Regions from separate parts of the Mus musculus genome. Here region 1 is linked to region 2. The links are chromatin contacts, called in public HiChIP or PLAC-seq maps. All regions are on one chromosome and are shown on one strand. Each heading gives the region's core, a stretch centred on a gene start, on an enhancer-like site or on the middle of the called end of the contact. The rest is flanking DNA. Distances are from core to core; before and after follow the strand shown. Region 1 has its middle 25 kb from the start of Gm46870. Region 2 holds the start of 5730409E04Rik (RIKEN cDNA 5730409E04Rik gene).

The links. HiChIP or PLAC-seq counts read pairs in DNA pulled down with a chosen protein or histone mark.
Region 1: a contact with region 2 is called in an H3K4me3 HiChIP or PLAC-seq map of intestinal crypt epithelium, with 11 read pairs. The contact joins the enhancer-like site here to the promoter of 5730409E04Rik in region 2. A contact is called at or near these places in 12 of 39 promoter capture datasets (cranial neural crest, embryonic stem cells, frontonasal cranial neural crest and 7 more), 1 of 15 datasets of contacts at CTCF or cohesin (the G1E-ER4 cell line), 3 of 484 Hi-C or Micro-C datasets (the G1E-ER4 cell line, the MC38 cell line and nephron progenitors), 10 of 115 datasets of contacts at active chromatin or transcription factors (embryonic hindbrain, embryonic midbrain, embryonic stem cells and 5 more) and 4 of 9 other capture datasets (adipose tissue, embryonic stem cells, liver and 1 more).

What each region holds. Positions count from the first base shown.
Region 1 is chr4:126,641,780-126,649,092 of GRCm38.p6, reverse strand. No RefSeq gene overlaps it. Among named protein-coding and RNA genes, the nearest start is that of Gm46870, 25 kb to the right of the region's middle. Within about 2 kb of position 5,077, at least 9 of the 459 cell types and tissues checked have an H3K27ac peak or open chromatin away from gene starts, as enhancers often do. A contact at or near this core is called in intestinal crypt epithelium and intestinal villus epithelium, where this site is marked.
Region 2 is chr4:126,604,225-126,612,129 of GRCm38.p6, reverse strand. It overlaps 5730409E04Rik (RIKEN cDNA 5730409E04Rik gene), which reads right to left and starts at 2,276. Exons shown (of 2, transcript NM_001145950.1): 1 at 2,118-2,276; 2 at 1-454. The coding sequence starts at 449.

The sequences.
Region 1 (7,313 bases), core at 3,828-6,327, 34 kb before region 2:
TAAAAAATAATAAGATTATATTGTTCAAATCATTTTCTATTTCTACATACTTTAGTTACACTTATAACGCATATTCTTTTGTTTCTAGCAGAACCTGCCTTGAGCCAGCAATGCTTAGACTGGGCTCTGATGCCCCCAGCACAGTTCTTAACATTCTTTTCCTCAGGCCTGAGCCCCCTTCCTCGTCAGTATTGATGCCCCTCGCAGAATGGACTAATGCATGAGTGTGACATAAGCCGTCACTTCTTCCCTGGGCTCCTTTCCACCCCTCCTTCTGATTTGGGGACAGAAGTTCTTCCCCCTACCCAGCTTGAAATCCCACTGAAGTCTCAGCAGGCAACCGCTTTCAAGTCAAGCCCAGAACTCTCTGGGAGGCCCAGTGTGGTCCCAGCCCACGCTGTCTGGTGGGAGTACGGCCAGGTGGCCACTGGAACTGCGTCTTTCTCCGATTTTAACTTCTCTCTTCTTATCTGCCCTTTCATCCTTCTCTTCTTTTTTTCAAAGTCTAATTCTGAGCAGCCGGCTCCGTTCAGCCTGACTGGTTTGTTATGGCGTATAATCTGCACCAGGATTAATTACCTAATTACTGACAAACGTCCGCTGGCAAGATTCCGCTCCGGCTTGTCAGCTTGAAGTGTTTAATTATTTTAATCATTTACTTTCATCTTCAAAATTTATGCTGCCAAGGGAGTTGCAGGGCATCTTTTAATTATGATTTGGGTTTCGGCTGGGCTGTGTTATGTTCCTGGGGAGAGGGAACATTATTTCGTACCATTCCACCAAAGCCTGAACACCCCGACTCCTGGTGTCTGGCTCCCTGTTTCAGAGCGAGGAGGTTGGAAGCTCTCAGGCCACCTCTCATCTCACTCCTGAATCCCCAGAACATAATGTGTGTGGGCATTGAATGGGGCTTTGTACCTTGGGACTACTTATTAGGTGCTAGACTACACGGTATGCGTTTGTTATGAACAGTGTTCACATTTGTGAGCAAAAAGAATGTTGAAGCTCCTGACAGGTGGACGGAGCATCTTACTGCCGTCACTGTTCATTTTATTTATTTTCATGAGATAACTTATTTTCAAACGTTTCATTTCCATATGTTAATTATATATAGTAATGATCCAATTATTGCATTTTTATATGTGCACCCACTGTATTTGATCAGCCTTGCCCCTGTTACCATTCTGTGTGCCTCCCCCCCCCCCGTTGGCTCCGCCCCCCCCGTTGGCTCCGCCCCTCTTCGGCCTTCATGTCTTTTCTCTTTTTTTCTTCTTTAAATGATCCAATGAGTTTTCTTAGACTGTTTGCAAAGGCACAGAAGCCTTAGCAGTGGCTAATTACTGAAGAAAATGTGTCACTCTCTTTCTTGGTTTTATTATGTGTTTATCATTAAAAACAAAAACAAAACAGGATCTTGCTGGGCTTGGTGGCACAAGCCTTTAGTCCCAGCACTTGGGAGGCAGAGACAAGAGGGTCTCTGTGAGTTCAAGGCCAGCCAGGGCTACTCAGAGAAACCCTGTCTCAAAACAAAACAAAACAAAACAAAACAAAACAAAACAAAACAAAACAAAACAAAACAAAACCCCAACAAAAGAAGACCTTGTGTAGCCCAGATGGGCTTCAGACTTGACACACAGCCAAGAAAGACCCTGAACTTCTGATCTTCCTGCCTCTGTCTCCTGTGTGCTAGGATGTTTAAATGGTGTTCAAGATGAAACTCAGGGTTTCGTGCAAGCTAAGTCATTGAGCTACATCCCCAGCCCTCAGGATATAATTTTGATATGATGAGGTTCTCTTAAATTCAAATCTCTGTAAATTGTTGTACATAGGTCTACACAAATCTATGTGCTCTGGAGAACTTAACAATGTACAAACCCATCAGTGTCTCCCTGAAATAGCCACAGTTAACCCCTCTCTCCATGGATTTCCTGGGTCTTCACTTTTCCCATCCATTGAGTTCCACAGAATGGCATCTTTTCCCTATGTCTATAAGTAGAAACACCCTCTAATACATCAAACCAACATCCTCTGGCCAATTGGTGCGTGACTTTTCCTGGGGAGCCTCTTTCTATTCACCCCACATAGAGCAGGCCAAAAAAACCAAGTCGTTTCAAATCCATGTTGGTGAGCCAACATGTTTACCAAACCGAGAGGATAATAGGTAGCTCGTCTGCACCACGAAAGACTAGCTTAGCATCGGGGAAGACTCACAGAGTTTCCTTTGTAGGCGGTCCCCCAGTTAATCTTCCACCTCTTGTAGACTACTCCTTCCACAACTACCTACAACAGGGCAGAGTCCGGCAGGAGGGAGGAGGGAAAGGGTCTGGCCACCTGTCCCCCACCAGAGAATGTCCAAGCAGAGCTCCTGTACTACCACTGAGCTGGGTCCAGCTCCTCTTTTATAAACACTACCCTGAAAATTATTTTGTTTTAATCTCCTGCTCCTTTTACAACCTATCTTCTCCCTATCTCTGTTCTTCGACAGGACACGAACTCTGTCCTTCCAAAACTCATTCCTGAGACCCTGTCATTCGGGGTGGTGGTTTCTTATAGACACACGGTGCTCACAGGAGAGCTGTAATGTAAGCCCTCCTGTAGAATGGAATTGGCTTTGTCCCTTTTAGCTTAGTTTAGTTTTGTTTTTGAGACAGGGTTTTTCTGTGTAGCTCTAGCTGTACTGGAACTCCCACTGTAGACCAGGTTGGCCTCAAACTCAGAAATTCTCTTGCCTCTGCCTCCCAAGTGCTGGGATTAAAGGGCAGCTATTGTCTGGCCCTTTGATGCTTTTTGTTGGTTTGTTTGTTTATAGAATTATTTATTTATTTTATGTATATGAGTACACTGTAGCTGTCTTCACACACACTAGAAGAGAGCATTGGATCCCATTACAGATGGTTGTGAGCCACCATGTGGTTACTGGGAATTGAACTCAGGGCCTCTGGAAGAGCAGAGTCAGTGCTCTTAACCACTGAGCTGTTTCTCCAGCCCTCTTTTTTTTGGGGGGGGGTGTTTTTTTCCGTTTCTTATATTGCTAATATGGTGGCTACAGCTGAAGTGTTCGAGATTTCTGAACAAATTTTAAATAAGGACTTCGATGAGATGGCTCCTTGGAAGCATTAACTGCTCTGGCAGAGGACCCAAGCTCGATGCCCAGCACCCACTCGGAGTGGCTCACTATCGCCTGTAATGGCAGCCTCGGGGGGTGTGATGCCTCCGGCCCTCTCAAGCAGCTGCAATCAAATGCACACACTCACGCAGAGACACACAATTCTTAAAAAATAAAAAAACGAAAAGAATGAACTGAGCATTGGTGGCACAAGCTTTTAATTCCAGCACTGGGAAGGCAGAAGCAGGCAGAAGCAGGCAGATCTCTGAGTTCAAGGCCAGCCTGGTCTACAAAGTGGGTTCCAGGATAGCCCATTTATTATGACTATTAAAAACAAGGATGAAAGGTTAAAGTCAGAGCCAGACAGTCCTGTGTCCCTCAGACCCACGGTAGAAAGGGAGCTGAAAGATGTCTTTTGATCTCTGCATACTTATCTGTACACACACACACATACACACACACACACACACACACACACACACACACACACACACACACACGTATTTGTGCACACCAAACAAGAGTAGAAGGAAGAGGAGGAGATTCCTAACCCCTATGACCTTATGATGTTGCCTTACCTAGAAATAGGCTCATCACAAAGGCAAGCATGTTAAAATAAGGTCATTTTGGGGGGGGGGTAATCAAATATGACTGATGTCCTTATAAAAAAGATAAACTTTGGACACAACTCCCCCTCGCCCCCGCCAATATGGAATGAGAGAGACAGAGACAGAGATGAGACAGAGGAGAGACAGAGACAGACAGAGAACACCAGGCAAAGATGAAGACAGAGATGAGCCTACACATATAAACTCAACATTATAGATCACCAACAAGCCATCAGAGGCCCCCAGGAAAAGGCTCGAAACCAAGGAAAGCCCTGTGAAGGACCTCTTTGCACACAAAAACATGACAGAACAAATTCTTGTCCCTTTAGCCCCTCAGTTTGTGGGGTCTTGCACAAGCATTAAGAAGCCAGCCACATCCCCTAAAGGGAGTTCAGGTTGGATCAGTGGAATCTGTGTCGCAGCATTGACAGCAGCCTCTGCAGGATCCTTGGTGTGGGAGCCACTGAAAATTAAGCCAGCCCCAGGCTGGGAGTGACAGAGGTGACAACTCAGAACAGGGAGACTAAGGGGATGAGAAAGATCAACTTAATGAGCGATGTCATTTAATGAGGCATTAAATAGCCAGGGGCTTCTAGCATGGCCGGCACCAGGGTGAGACAAGCTGAGGGGTGGCGGGAGCTAGGTCGTGCCAGGTCTTAATGTGCTGTGCTCTGTCTTTTGGATGGGTCCCTCCACGGAGCCAAAGGTGGAGAATCCCTTGCCATTCTCTGGACCTGGGACCTAAGCCTGCTCATGATGCCACCACACTCCTTAACACACAGTTCATGTGAGAGTTCACGGACGTGTGCACCTGTCCCTAACTGTGCAGGACTTGGCCTTGTGCCAGGCTCAGCAAGCCACTCTGGTTGTCCTTCTCTTTCTTATAGCCACTCCTGGTCACCTTTGAGCTTCCCGGTAAACAGCGTGCTTGTCTCTCTGAAAAAGACACAGAAAGCCTCCTGCCTAAATTCTACAAAATCTCCTTTATCTAGGACCATGACTGTTCCCTGTTAACAACCCCCCCCCTCACACACACACACACACACACACACACCTTTTTCCTCCTCACCTAAGAACCCTGTCCCTCAGCTCAGAGCCAGATCTGTCAGAGTTCAAAAGCCCTGCCTAAAGATCAACTTCCTGCCCTACAGACACTGGTTCACACTGTCAGTTCTTGGGGATAGAGGGGAGGTATCTATGTGGAGTATGACCTTTTCTTAGTCTTGGTCTCCTATAACGAGACCTAGCTAATGACCCTGTGTGATGAGGAGCATGGGCCAGTCAGAGAGCAGTGTGGGTTTGTGTCTGGATGGCCTAATAGTGATGTAAAGAATGATGAGGAAAAAGCAGAACCTGGGTGTGGCCCCAGCTCTGCCTTTAATGAAAGCTACTTCCCGTCTAGGTCCCAATGTCCTTGCCTGAGGAATAAAGTGTAATGTCTACTTTATAAAACTGTAGAGTAGGAGGGAGCTAAAGCTCACTTGTTAGAGTGCTCATCTAGCATTGCCAGGGCCCTAAGTTCGAACCCCAGCCCTACCTAAACAGTATGGTGGTGCATGCCGTATTCCTAGCACTTAAAATGGTCAGAAAATTCAAGGTCATCCTGGGCTACATCATGATGTCATCGTGGGCTATATGAAACCCCGTCCCCACCAAAAAATGAATTAAACACATACACACATGTATACATAAAGATTTTAATGGAAAAATAAACACTAGAGACTGAGGTAGAGTTCAATAATAAAGTCTGGGAGTAGCATGCCTGATGTCCTGGGTTCAATCCACAGCACCAATAAGTGAATAGCCCCAATTAAACTATAAATGAGAGAGTTCTAAACGAACGTGACATCAATACAAATGCTTCTACCCTTGGCTCTGGGGATCTCCCACCATAAAATGATCCTCCCCTTCCTTGTTTATCACTGTGGGCCTCAGGCTTCACTTTCTAAAAGAGGTCTCTGATTTGTCCAAGCCAACAGTGCTACACTTGACTGCCCTGTTACCTGGCTGTCCAGATTTCCAGACTTCTCTGGGCCTGTTTTCTCATGGGCAGAGAAGGATAACACAGCCCTAATGGTGACATGAAAAGGTGTCATCGCACGTAGGTACAGGGACTGGCATAGAGGGACTGCCCAGCTATGAGACAATGCTAGACACAGAGACTGGATGAGGATTTTAAATTTGTATTTGTTTGTTTGTTCGTTTGTTTGTTTAGGAAGAATCTCACTATAGAAGCCTGGCTGGCTTGGAGTTCACTATGTAGACCAGGCTGGCCTTGAACTTATAGAGATCTCCTGCCTCTGCCTCTGCCTCTGCCTCTGCCTCTGCCTCTGCCTCTGCCTCTGCCTCTGCCTCTGCCTCTGCCTCTGCCTCTGCCTCTGCCTCTGCCTCTGCCTCTGCCTCTGCCTCTGCCTCTGCCTCTGCCTCTGCCTCTGCCTCTGCCTCTGCCTCCCAAGCACTGAGATCAAAGATATATACCACCATCTTAAATGAAGATTTTTGTCTGTTAGTCTCCCTGTTGCTATCAGACCCTTGAGAAGAGTTGGAGTAAAGGGGGATGGAGGCTGGGCACTAGCATTGCCTGCCTGCCTGCCTGCTTGCCTGCCTGCCTGCCTGCCTGCCTGCCTGCCTGCCTGCCTGCCTGCCTGCCTGCCTTCTCAGTCTCCATCTGTGTTGACAGAAAAATAGTCTTTATGCCCAGCCTTTTTGAAACAGGGTTTCCTATATCCCAGGCTGGCCTCAAACTCGCCATGTAGCTGAGGATGACCTTGAATTTCAGTCCTCTGGCCTCTGTCTTGCTGATGATGAGATAACAGGTGTGTATCATCATGCCCTGTTCACCGGGTGCTGACAACTAAACCCAGGGCCTCTGCAAGTGCCCCAAGCACGCTGGGCAATGATGGAGAACCAGAGGCAGAGGCAGGTGGATCTCTGAGTTTGAGGCCAGCCTGATCTACAGAGTGAGTTCAGAGACAGGGCTACACAGAGAAATCCTGTCTCAAACAAACAAACAAACAAACAAACGAACAAACAAAAAAGAACTGGGAGCAGCCAACAACAACAAAAAAAGAAACAAACAGACCAAAAAGAGCAGCAAGCGAACCAAAAGAGCAACGAGCATCTTTAAGTACTGGGCCATCTCTCCACCTCTGCACGCCTCCTCCTCTACAGCGAGGATTAAGCCCATGGCAGGCAGAGCCTCTCATCTCCCTGAACCACCACCACCAAAGGAAGTCTGCTCACCGTTGTTCTCATCCCCACCTCCTCCGCCGCCCATCTCACAAGTGTTCCCAGCTAATTGCTCACTGGTGCTCACATCCTACAGCTCCCAGCTCTTCTGGAAACCTGCTCTGTCGACTCTCCTTCCTCCCCCACCTCTCTCCTGCCTGCGTTTTTAGATTCTTGTTCTCTACTAGAACACCCCCCTCCCCACACATACAAATATGGTCAAATCTCCCTTCCACCTTAAAATGTTGAATCTTCTGGGGAAAGTTTCCTCCTTGCCTTCCACCATTCATTCTCTCTCTCTCTCTCTCTCTCTCTCTCTCTCTGCCCCCCCCTCTCTCTCTCTTCCATTCATTGTCTTAAGAGCGTCTCCT
Region 2 (7,905 bases), core at 1,027-3,526:
TGGGCCACGGAGGGCAGAAGGGGATCCAGAGGGCTCGGACCTCGAGGGGTATCGCAGACAGGTTCTGGACTGCTGCTGAAGCTGTCGATGCTCAAGGAACTGCTGGCATAGCCAATGTCCTCCAGAGGAGAGCAGACACTGCTGGCACCGCTCAACTTCTCTGGCTCAGCACCAGGGATCTCCGCACCCTCCGGGGGACTGCGGACTCCGGCCTCAGGGAGCCTGGTGGCTTGGAAGACCTGGTTATCAGAGGGTGACTCAGAGGAGCTCCTTATCAGAATAGGATCCACTTTGCCTGGCACACCATGCCAGTTCTTATTGGCATCCTTAGCACTCTCCACAAAGTTGGAGTTATTGTCTGGTTGGAGGTCTGGTTGGCATACTCCAGGAGGCAGGCTCCCTGGGTACTGGGCCCCCTCTGCTAGTCCTGGCTGGATGGCAGCGAACATCTGGACTGGGAAGGAGAAGGAGAATGAGACAGAGCAGGACAGGATAGAATGGCAACCTAGAGCCCAAGAACCTTGCAATGGTGTCCCTCCCTTCTCTCTGATTATTTGGTCTGTCTCCCTCCCAGGGTTTTCCCTCTAAGGCTCACCATCTCTTCACTCTACAAACTTCTCCCAAGGTCACTTCATCCTGTTATAGCTTCAAGAACCATCCTGTGTAGGTGACTCTCAGATCTGTGTCCAGCCCAGATTCAACCCCTACTCAACCCTATGACCTACCACCAGTTCTTCAGATCTACACATCCTGACAGCTCTCCTTCCAGGGTCCTTGGGCAGGACAGCTCTGCCATCTGAAGACAAGTCTATCTAGCCATGCCTAGGAGCACCCTGGATTACTGACCCTCCTCCCATGCCCACCTCACTGTCCACATTTTGACAAACTCTCCTTTGGCCCTGGTCATTTTGACCTGGGTGATTGCCACAGCCTTTCCACTGACCCTCGTTCAATTAAAAATATAAATTTAGGAGCTGGAGATATGGCTCAGCAGTTAAGAGCACTGGTTGCTCTTCCAGAGGACCCATGTTCCCAAGTCAGATGGTTTACAACTGTAGGCATCGCTGGCTTCACACCAGCCCCCACCCCCCAGCCTCTCTGTTCACCCACATGCATGCATGCATACATACACATGCACACACACAGATATGCTAATATTTTTTTTTAAAAAAGATGTCCTGTTAAATAACAAATAATACTTGTAAAAGGAACATATGTCTACATCTATACAGATGTATAGATATAGACAGGTATATTTCATAAGTCCACAGAAAACCACAAACATTTCCATGATGTCTCATAACAGTAGCAAAATTACAGTTATGAAATAGGAACAAAAGCTAAGTGGTGGCGGCGCACGCCTTTAATCTCAGCGCTTGGGAGGCAGAGGCAGGCGGATCTCATGAGATTGAGACCACCCTGGTCTACAGAGCGAGTTCCAGGATAGCAAGAGCTACACAGAGAAACCCTGTCTGGAAAACTCAGAAATCCACCTGCTTCTGCCTTCCGAGTGCTGGGATCAAAGGCGTGCGCCACCATGCCCGGCTACTGACCACATTTGTATGACTTGAAGAACTGAGGCCTCGTGAGTGAGACATACTATTAAGTCAATCAAGCAGCTACTAAGAAGGTTCCCCTATAGGGTGGCAGCGACCCTCCCCACACCCAGCAATGGGCAGAAGTCATGAAGAGAGACTGAGGTTGGGACAGATGTTTCACTCCTTTGGCTTGTGAGAAAAGGCCTGAAGACACCACCACCACCACCACCACCACCACCACCACCACCACCACCACCACCACCACCACCACCCCACCCCTCCAACTCTCTTTCCCTCTCCCTCTCTTAAAATTTGTCCTAAATCTGGCCACAAAGGAAGCTGGGGTGGGGCGGGGCTAAGGATCCAGGTTCAAAAAGTCAGTGAAATGAGTGCAGACATCCTAAGATCAGGATTTTCCCAAGTTAACCCACAGTATGGGGGCATGGGAGCGGCTGTAGCACGGGGATTGGCGGACTTGGCAGTGGTCCGAGCTCTGCGACCCTAATCTCTGCAGAGGCAGCTCCCTAACCCGCTTTCCGGCGGCTGGGCCCCAAGCCCTCCATCAGGGCCCGGACTCACGGCCTAGAGGCGCCCGCTCCTGCGGGGCTTGCTACGGTCCCTCGGGTCCTGCTCGCTGCAGGGTGGGGGATTCCTGGACCTGCGCGTGCACGCGTGGTGACGCGGCTGCTTGGTCCAGGCACAGCGGCCCTAGCCCCAGCCCGGGCTGCGGAGTCCAGCAGCGTCTGCGCGGCTGGGCGGAGCGGTCTGACCCACGTGGGCCGGTTCGGTTCTCCGCGCAGGAACTGCCTCCTCCCGCAGCTTGACCCGAGAGCCTTGTAGGTCCGGTGTCATCTCCTAACCACCCTGGCGAGGCGCCACGGATCCATTGGTTCTCCTTGCTGCAGACATGGCGACGAAATGCCTCCTTCCTGGGTTTCCCAGGGGCTCGGCAATTGGCGAGGCCGTGGTGCGGGTCTGGACCCGCTGTGGTCCTTTCTGTGCTCCAGCTCGGCACCTTTTCTGCCGAGAATTTTCAGTTCATCCCCACTTACTCTATTTTAGGATCTTTGAGCACCTTTCTGGCTTCTAGATCTGTTTTTTACTTATTATTTATTTATTATATGTAAGTACACTGTAGCTGTCTTCAGACACTCCAGAAGAGGACATCAGATCTCATTACGGGTGGTTGTGAGCCACCATGTGGTTGCTGGGATTTGAACTTTGGACCTTCGGAAGAGCAGTCGGGTGCTCTTACCCACTGAGCCATCTCACCAGCCCCTAGATCTGTTTTTTAAAAAGACCCCTTCACTGTACTGTACCTATTTGATTAAATGCTATGAGGATTTTATTGTTTGTTGTTTTGAAACAGAGACTCATTATGTAGCCCTGGCTACCCTGGAAAGCACTATGTAGACCAGGCTGGTTTCCAGTTGCACAGGGAGATCTGCCTGCTTCTGCCTCCCAAGTGCTGGGATTAAAGGCATGTCCCATCACCACCAGCCAGCTTTCTTTAAGATTTTATTTTTTATTTATGTATATGTGTTTCTCCCTCTCCTCCCCCCCCCCCATTTCTCTCTCTGTGTATATAACTAAGAAGGAGCCCCATTCCAGGTAAGTCACAGTTCAAACTATGGCTGCAGCAATCATATTTCCTGTCAAGTGGAAGAAGCCAAGTCTATGTACTAGGAGAAAAAATGATACTGACACACAGGAGCTCAAAGACAAATGGCTGACTAACATCCCAGCTTCTGCTTCCTGGGTTTCTAGTTTTGATGCCTTCCCATGAAGTTCATATCTTGCCATACCCAACCTGAGTGGAATTTATCTCACTGATAATCAAAAGATTCTTGAATTAATACACTAACACAATGAGGTACCCCTGGATTCTGATCATTCACTGCTACTGTGTAGCTGTTTGCTGTAAACTGAAGAGGGGGGCAGACGTGAGATTCGGAAGATTCTAGAAGGCCCTCTTCAAGGTAGTGGGTGATGTAAGGGGTTGCTGGGACAACAGAGACTCTTCAGTGACACTGCCTGCTAGTTGTGTTGGGAGCTCCAGGGATGCAGATTTTCTGAGTGGCCACCCAGCTGGACTCAGGTGCCTTTGACCTAGCTGCCGTTGAGCTAGCGATGGCACTGTGAGTGAGCCCCAACCCTTAAGCAACCCCGGTCAACTCATTGGTTCACCAAGCTAGACTTTGATGGGACTGCTCCCTGAGTCTAGCATCACTGACCTCTCTAGTGGGAGTGGTATCTGTTCATGTCAACCCAGAAGGGGACTTGCCTAACCCTCGGTAGGCACTAGCAGTTCATTTGCCCTTGATAGTCTCCATCAAGACGATAGGTCCTGTAGATCCTGATAGATCCGCCATCATGTAGAAGTTGAAAGGGTCTGAAACATAAAGAAACCATCTCTGTGTTCCTGGCTAGAAACATTCTCCCCTAGACACCCAAACTTCCTGACGCAGCAGAACCTAGGATCTCAGAAACAAGAAGCAAATGCGCAAAGTCTTCAACTGCATACGGTACTGAACCCTTCCACTACATACATACATGCATGCATACATACATGCATACATACACATATGTATTTACTGAACCCTTCCACTACATACATACATGCATACATACATACATGCATACATACTCATATGTATTTACTGAACCCTTCTACTACATACATACATGCATACATACACATATGTATTTACTGAACCCTTCCACTACATACATACATGCATACATACATACATGCATACATACTCATATGTATTTACTGAACCCTTCTACTACATACATACATGCATACATACACATATGTATTTACTGAACCCTTCCACTACATACATACATACATGCATACATACACATATGTATTTACTGAACCCTTCCACTACATACATACATGCATACATACACATATGTATTTTCTGAACCCTTCCACTACATACATACATGCATACATACACATATGTATTTTCTGAACCCTTCCACTACATACATACATATATGTATTTTGATTTGGTTTGGTTTTGTTGGGGGGGGGTGCTTCTTTTTTTGAGACCGAGTCTCACTGTTCAACATGGTAAACAGATTTATAGATCCAGGCCAGAGAGCCTTGCTGTTCTGCTGTTCCTGCAGGAGGACAATTGTTTGTTCCCAGTACCCATGAGGCAGCATACAACTGGCTGTAATTCCAGTTCCAGAGGATCAGACCTCGTCTTCTGGCCTCTACATGATCATCATGCAAGCAATCAGTCATACACATAAAATAAAAGTAAATATATCTTTTAAAAAAAAGACTATAGATAGAGAGAGCTGGAGAGCTAGCTCAATAAGAAGAGTAGAAGTAAGCGTACTTGTTGATCTTGCAAAGGACCTGGGTTCATTTCCCAGCACCCACACGGGGGCTCGTGATAGCCATAACTCCTCTTCTAGGGGACCTGACACACTCTTCTGGTCTCCACGGGCAACATATGTGATATACATGCTTACACACAGGCAAATACTCATACTCAAATAAAATTTAAAATTTAAATAAAATTTAAAATTGTGTACCAATTATGATTGTTGGTTTGAAGACTATAGTATACTTTGCATCATAACACCCCAACCTGGTACAGCTCACTCAATTCCATTGTTCTCTGTAGACCAAGCTGACCTTAAATTCCAGATTCTGCTACAGCCCCTGGAGTAGCTAAGGGTGATAGATCTATGTCACCAGGCCTGGCTTCTATCATCCTATAAAACTAGTTGGACTGAACTTGATGCCATATACCCTTAATCTCAGCACTTCAGAGGCAGAGGCAGAGGCAGAGGCAGAGGCAGATGGATCTCTGTGAGTTCAAGGCCAACCTGGTCCACAGAGCAAGTTCCAGGTGAGCCAGGGCTATACAGTGAGACTCAGTCTCAAAATAAGAAGCACGCTCCCCCCCCCCCAACAAAACCAAATAAAAAACAACCCCCCCCCAAAACAAAAAACAAACCCCTGCCAGTTGCTTCCAAATGGCACAGTGACACATAAGCCAAGTGGATCCAAGAGACAGTAGCCTCTTGGTCAAGGGTGATGTTGGCAGGAGACACTCCAGCATTGTATAAATGATGCATACAGCGATTCCAGCTGTTCCAGACTTCCCAGAAACATGAGACTGTGGAGACCGAAAGGCTCAGGTAGCCGTGGCTATCTATGTCTGGAGACAGAAGAAAACTGTTATTCAATCACCAGCAGCTTCTCCAGTCGGGATGCTGAGGGATCCATCTCCCCAAACATAGAAGTATCTTCCACTGCATTCACCCATCTCCTTGTATAGGCCAGAGACAAAGAAACCACAAGCTAACCAGGGCTCAGCTGCAGGCCAGGCCATCATGAAGACCTAGAAGTGAACATCACAAAGATTGGCAAACAGGATGGGGGCCTGGCTCAGCTCATCAAGTGTTTGCTTCCTGCACAAATTTGAGGACCTAAGTTTGGGTCCCCAGCACCCACATAAAAGCCAGGCAATGGCGTCATGCACCTGTAGCCACTAGCACAGGGGAGGCAGAGACGATCCCTGGGGTTCACTGCCTAGTCAGAATAGCTGACATCAGATAAGTCCAGGTTCTTGAGAGACTCAAAAAATCAGGTGAAGGTTGCAGGCGAGGTGGCTCAGCAGGTAAGAGAACTGGCTCTTGCAGAGGATTATGGTTTCCGTTCCCAGAACCCACATGCTGGCTCACAACCATATGTACTGCAAGTTCCAGGGGACCTAAAGCCTTCTAATCACCCCAGGCACTAGGTACAAGTTCAATGCATGAACATAATTACAAGCAAAATACTCATTCACATAAAATAAACCTGAAAAAAAAAAACACGATAACGTACAGAGGGACATAGGAAGATACTCGAAGTAAATCTCTGGTCTCCATGTGCGTATACAGAGACAAACACACACACATGGGCATACACAATGCATGCACGCATTAGCTAGGGACAGGTGACAGAGGCAAGAGAGGCCAGCAGTGAGTAGCCAGGTTCAGGCCCCGGGGTCTGCGGTATCAGACAAGGAGAAAAGAGGAGAGGAAATTCCCCGGCAACAAGGACAAAGATGAGGGCTCCTAATGGGCAGGTGATGTCTCAGGGTCAGTATGCCCAGGAGGAGAGGGGTGGATGGGATCTTAGTCTTTGGGCTTCAGCAACCTAGTCCCTTCCCATGCATCCACTCACAAGCAGTGCACAGCCACAAAGTGCTCGGTTTAGATACTGCGGTAGGAATTCAGGACAGAATCAAGCAGTCTCAAAGGGCTCCTCGTTTAGAAAAGGAAACAGAGAAGAGTAGATGCCAGACTTGGATGGGCCCTGCGGCAGAGCTGCTGGAGAACAGAATGAGCACAGGAGAGAGGGGAAAGCTTCCAGAGGCTATTATCAGAGACTGGGCTTGACTGAATGGAAGTCACCAACACACAGCGTGTTCCCAGGGCACTAAGACGGCGTGTTCCGAGGGCACTAAGAAAATGGAGTATTGGGGGCTGGTGAGATGGCTCAGTGGGTAAGAGCACCCGACTGCTCTTCTGAAGGTCCAGAGTTCAAATCCCAGCAACCACATGGTGGCTCACAACCATCCACAACAAGATCTGACTCCCTCTTCTGGAGTGTCTGAAGACAGCTACAGTGTACTTACATATATTAATAATAAAATAAATCTTTAAAAAAAAAAAAAAGAAAAGAAAATGGAGTATTGGCCTGGCGTGGTGGCGCACGCCTTTAATCCCAGCACTCGGGAGGCAGAGGTAGGCGGATTTCTGAGTTCGAGGCCAGCCTGGTCTACAGAGTGAGTTCCAGGACAGCCAGGGCTATACAGAGAAACCCTGTCTCGAAATCCCAAAGTGGCCGGAACTTGGGGATGAAGCCGAGGTAGGACATTCGGCTGAAAACTCAGCTCACAATCCAGCCTGGGGCTGCAGGTTGGTAACTGGGGGAGTCCCTAACTACTACACTGCAGAACATCCTAGCCGTGGAGGATATACTTACTACTTGTGTTCACTTTCTTCTCTTTTCCTGATATCACCTGTCCACTTTCGCTGGCAGCTTTGGGAACTTGGACAAACATTTCAACCTTTTTACAGTAAGTATAAGGCTAGTGTGCCTTTTGAATAGTTGGACATAAGTTACCTGTGAACTTTGTTATTTGTGCTTCAAAACATAGGCACAACACTGAAGGATCTTTGACTTAAGCCCGAGAGCCCCAGGGCAGATTAGAAGGAAGATTGCACCCCAGAATTGGCTGTTCTTGGGAAAGGAAGGTCCAGGGAGCCTGTGACCTAGTTTTGTTCATCCCTTTTCCTCCACCTCTTAAAGGTAAAGGCCACCTTAGACTATCTCAAAGGGACT